2 separate regions of the Gossypium hirsutum genome follow, and region 1 is linked to region 2. The links are chromatin contacts, called in public Hi-C maps. All regions are on one chromosome and are shown on one strand. Each heading gives the region's core, a stretch centred on a gene start, on an enhancer-like site or on the middle of the called end of the contact. The rest is flanking DNA. Distances are from core to core; before and after follow the strand shown. Region 1 has its middle 9.3 kb from the start of LOC121214139. Region 2 holds the start of LOC107922313 (protein BASIC PENTACYSTEINE2).

Region 1 (2,877 bases), core at 200-2,699, 39 kb after region 2:
TACTATAAATACAAAAATAGTCATTAAACTATTAATTTCGTTTTATTTTGGTCACTCAATTATTAATTTTTCTGATTTAGTCACTAAATTTTTCGAAATTAAATATTTTGATCACCCTCTATTAATTGTTGTTAGATCTTTTACAGAAATTTAACGTGAAAATTTTTGAAATTTCCACGTAATTTTTTTCTAATTTTTCACATGGGTAAGTAATTTTTTTTTCTATATTTTACTTTTGGTCATCTCTTTTCAATCCAAAAAATAATAATATCGTTAATAAGCTTAGATTTTCAATTATTCGATTAGCTAATTTTGCTTTAACAATCTCTCTTCCTTTTGCGGGGCTAGGGCATTCCTATTAATTGTCTACCTACTTACGTTGTTATAATTAAGATTTACAACAACCATCATATATCTAAACCCAAAAGGAAAGTACAATAACACTACGACATTCATCCTGGTCGAATTTAGAATTGTTTTAAAGATGTACCACTATTGAGTTGTTATAGTGTATTGATTGATTTTTTTTCAGGAAACTACTCAAATGGCATCTTAGATATGAGGTTCTACTAGCAAACCTTTGTACTCACATTCAACCTTTTCCATCTCTTTTCACATCTTTAATGTAGTAGACTATTAACACTCTCATACTTATTTAATCCATCTTTCACAATATTAGAGTATTTGATCTTATCATTTCCATAAAAGCTCAAGTCTTGCAATCATAAGGTTGTGTTATATTTCTTCTAATAAGAATTATTTCGCAAGCTAACAAGTGGAGCTAATATGAAAAAAAAAAAAATGAAAACACAAGAGCACTTGTTTTTTATTCATCCTATACTAGTTATTGATTTTGTTTTACTGTTTTTAACCTTGACACCAATTTGTTTCCAAGGAGTTGGTCAAAAAAAACAAGAGAGCAACTGACTGTTTGGTAAGTTGGAAAATTAGTATATAAATACATAACCTATCAAGTTTAGATAGACAAATCATATATTTTTTTAAACGATACGTATTTAATAAAAGGGTAATTTTATATTTGGTACTTGAACTTTATCAAATATTCTAATGTAGTACATGTATTTTTACATTGTTTATCAATATGGTACCGCGGATTACCCCTGTTAATTTTTTATCTGTCAAGACATGTGGACCATTGAAACGATGACACATGTCGCATTTGTAAGAATTTTTTATTTCAAATAATGCTAACGACCTCAAATTAATTATACCAAAAAATATAATCCAAAAGAAAGGAGAAAATTTTAACATTTTTTTTTTCTTTTTTTCTCTTTTCCTCTGTTCTTCTTCCTTTTTCTTTCTCTTTTCTCTTCCATAATGAACCCTCGTCGTCATTGTTCTCCATCCGTCTCTTTTCTTAACTTGTTTTCTTCTTGTCGATCTTTCCCTCGATTTCATCAACGTCGCTTGCACTGTCTACTACAACTATTGGTTGTAATGTGCGAAAATAAAAGAGAAAATTAGAGGAGGAAGAAAAAGAGCGTCGAGAGAGAGATTTGAGAGAAGAGGAGAGAAATAGTTTTCCTAATTTTCATAACTAACCAGTCACCCCCCATTCATGATCAAATGAGAGAATAATGACCAATTACAGCCTGGCAATCTTTAATTCAGCTGCCAAAACATATCGTTTCACTAATGAACTTAGGACCTAAAATGCATCGTTTCATTGAACGTTCCTAGGCTCTAAATGCAGCGTTTAACATTACAACTTAAACAGAAATGAAAGAACAAAAATAAAATTAATGGTCATTTAAATTCATTGACCTTTGTAGACAAATGTTTCATAACAAACACCCTCCCCTCAAATGAGCTCCTTGTCCTCAAGGATCAAAAAGTGGATATTGCTGATGAAATTCACTCCAATTTTCCCAAGTTGAATCTTCTGGAAAAGCATCAACCCACTCCACCAACATTTCTATAACAATTATTTTCCCCTTTTTGACCATCCTCCCATTTAGAATCTAAATTGGTTCATTGGAAATAAAACCATCTGAATGAGTGGAATGGAGCACAGATGATGATACAGCTGAACCAACATCCTTTTTGAGTTGGGAAACATGAAATGTGGAATGTATCTTAGCAGTTGCAAGTAAAGTCAGCTTGTAAGCAACCTTTCCAACTCGAGACTTCACTAGATAGGGCCCAAAATACCTTGGGGCAAGCTTTTGATTCCTAAACTTCCTTAATGAATGTTGTTTAAATGGTTGAAACTTTACATACACTAGATCCCCTACTTGAAACTCCTAGTCTGATCTCTTCTTATCAGCCATCTGATTCATCCTTTCCTGGGCATTTTTTATATGAAACTTCAAGAAATTCCTCAAAGTTTCCCTGTGTTGAAGGCTTCTATCCACCTCAGCTACTCAAAAGACCCTTGCAAGGTAAGGTAAATGAACTGAAGGGTCCTGCCCATACAGGGCTTTATAGAGAGTCATTTTTATAGCTGACAGGTATGTGGTATTGTACCACCATTCAGTAAAAGAAGCCAAGTGGTCCAATCAAAAGGCTTCTTGCCTGATATGCACATAAAATAGCCTTGAAGACATTTGTTTAGGACTTCAATATGGCCACCTATTTGAGGGTGATAGGTCATAGATAAATGAAGTTGTGTGCCAAGATGCTTAAACAATTCTTGCCCGAAATGACTCTGAAATACCTTATCCCTATCTGAAAAAATCAATTCTTGAGCACCATGAAGCCTGTAAACTTATTGCAGGTACTCATAGACCACTGAAACAATAATAAAGGGATACGGTATAGCTATAAAATGACCATACTTGGTCAATCTATCGACTTTCACTAGGATAATACTTTTCCCTTTTGAAATTAGCAGACCCTCCACAAAATCCTTATTGA
Region 2 (2,728 bases), core at 147-2,646:
TTTCTCTCTGGCTAATCCAACTATCCCTAACATAATTCATGGGGTTAGGAGCCTCCGAAACAATGCAGTCGCGTGGGTGAAAGGCAGCATTGGGAGTAACCATGAGATTCGGATTGCGCATTGGAATAAAAGACTTTGTGTCCCGCTCAGCCATGCTTGACATAAGCTGCAGACCAAGATGTCCTTTAAAGGATGGCTCATAGTAACCCCAATTACGCATGTTCAACGCATCGTCATCCATGAAGCTATACATAGCCACCACCAACAAGAACAAAATGATTAAACTTTTAACATGATTCACATTATTCCATCAATGCCATTCAAATCCTGCTTAACATTCCCATTAAAGAACCCACGAAGACCATGAAAAAAGCATAACAACACTAAAGACAGACATTCAAACAAAAAACAATGTTTCAAATAAGCAATCTAACGCATTTACATGAATGAAGCAAGATTCAGCCACATCAAATACACATGAAAGCAAATAAAAGATCAGACAAGAACCAGCATTCAAAATTCAAAGAATGACTAACAATCCGTTTGATTCCCAAGAAAACAAAAAGGGGCAAATATGTTACATTTTCTAACTCTCAATTGGGAGGAAATTGAAAAAAGCCCCCAATGAGCGGCCTTCACGGTATCGCAGATCCATGATATGGAAACGAAAGATCTAAATCCACAGTAAATATGTACATAGCAGATATGGAAAAATCTAAGATCCCCAAAGCAGCAGAAATAGAAATTTAAAGATACCAAACAGAAAGATGGAAAATTTGAGATTCAAAATAATTTCCAGTTCCCCACATTTCCCCAAAGTCCAATCTTTGCACGCATCGTAACCCATAATCAGATCTACTACTATAGACCAAAAACAAAATCTTGAAAAAGGAAAAAAAATAAAGTTTGGGTTTTTTTTTATGGCAGTTTCAGGGCTTTCAAAATGGAAACTTTATAACATCCTTTAGATCTCCTTTCACAAATTTCACCTCCAGAGCTCGAACAAACAAACAGACAAACAAATAAATAAATGAAAATACATATGAAAAGTTTAATAGTACAAAGAATAAGTAAGGAAGGACCCATATATTCAAAAACTGTTAGAAAGAGAAAGCAAGGAAAGAGAAAAGGGGGGAAAGGAAAGTGAGAGGAGAGAGAAAACTTACTTAGAGGGGGTGTAAACGACTCTTTAGGGTTTGCCCTTTATGGAGAGAGAAAGAGAGAGGAGAGAGAAACCTGCGAAGGCAAAAAATAAACTACGAAAGAGAAAGAGAAAGAGAAAGAGAGAGAGAGAGAGAGAGAGAGAGAGAGAGAGGAGAGAGAAAAGAAAGCCCAAAAAAAATCAAGAGAGAGAGTGGGAAAGACCTAAAAATGTGTATCTATCAAAGGGGATTTATATATCGGGAGTTTCACTTTAAAAAAAAAAAAATATATATATATATATATAAAAACATCAAAAGAAAATTATAAATAAAATCATTTTAATTAAAGATAAATATAATCTAAAAAAGTAATTGGATGGGTGTAGGCCATATGCCTTCGAACAAACAAACAAAAAGGAAAACTTGTTATATCTCTTTTCTACATTTTGTATGTGGACAAATATGTGATTTTATAACCATGGAAAACAAGATAGTCAATAGATTTCTTTCAATATCTGCTTTCCCTCCTCTTTTTCCTTTTATCTATACAATTTATAATCCCCATCAAATGTCATCAATCAAGTTGTAAAATTTATTCATTTTATAAACTAATAAATATTCTTTTAAAACTATTTATATCTTTTTAAATTTTGATAAATCTAAAAATAATCTATACACATTTGAACTAAAAACATAACTTTTAAAATCTTAATTTTACTATTTCAATCAAGAAACATTTAGTATTATATCGGTTTTTTTATAAATTTATTAAATAAAATTTTTCGCTAATATTTTGAGTGCATTGGAGCATTTTGATCAAAGATTAAAATGGTGAAATTCAATGACATTTTTAGTTGGTTAACATTTCAAATCTTTTTAAATAGTTAAATAATATTAATTTATTTGATAGAATAAACATTACTCATTTCCAGCTTAAGCCAACTGCCTACTACATCATGAGAAAGAAAAGGCCAACATCCTAGCTAAAGGTCATCTAAAAACCTAAGGTATGATACATGCATCGATGGGTGAAATTTGTAATATCTCTTACTCGGTCCGATCATCGAACCTGAGTAATAAGATGTTTCAAGCAAATACAAAAAATTATATGCAATTTATATAAATTCCATTCACATATTATGCAATGTAATAATTTAAAGTTTGCAAGGACTTAATTGTGTAATTCAAACATGAAATAGGATTGAATTGTAAAATTTTAAAATTTTAAACTTTTAAAGTTGATATTGATATGTAATTATTGGGTATTGGTACCATATTAAATGTCGATACCAAATCACTATTTTGTTTGTTATGCTAAATAAGGGTATCGACATTTATTTTCCGGTATTGATATTTTATGAAAAAATACTGATATCATTCTGGCATTCTGTTTGTTTTAAAATTGTTTATATGATCAAGTATCGATACCAAATGCCAAAATATCGATACTCAAGTTCAAAAATGGTAAAGACCAATCTTTAAAATGTCCATTTCATGCCCAAAACACCTAAAACTCAAATGGTAACCATAGATATAATTATAGACCTGAAAAACATCAACCAAGGGCATAACCCAAATATCTCTTA

Evidence for each region. A called contact is a pair of places that touch in the nucleus more often than the background predicts.
Region 1: a Hi-C map of fibers shows a contact between it and region 2, with 5 times the contacts expected there. The contact joins the enhancer-like site here to the promoter of LOC107922313 in region 2. A contact is called at or near these places in 13 of 34 Hi-C or Micro-C datasets (anther, callus, fibers and 2 more).

The regions. Positions count from the first base shown.
Region 1 is chrD01:42,055,897-42,058,773 of Gossypium_hirsutum_v2.1, forward strand. No RefSeq gene overlaps it. Among protein-coding and RNA genes, the nearest start is that of LOC121214139, 9.3 kb to the left of the region's middle. Within about 2 kb of position 1,450, at least 4 of the 9 cell types and tissues checked have an H3K27ac peak or open chromatin away from gene starts, as enhancers often do. A contact at or near this core is called in fibers, where this site is marked.
Region 2 is chrD01:42,017,256-42,019,983 of Gossypium_hirsutum_v2.1, forward strand. LOC107922313 (protein BASIC PENTACYSTEINE2) reads right to left here and starts at 1,397. Exons shown (of 2, transcript XM_016852294.2): 1 at 1,167-1,397; 2 at 1-245. The coding sequence starts at 241.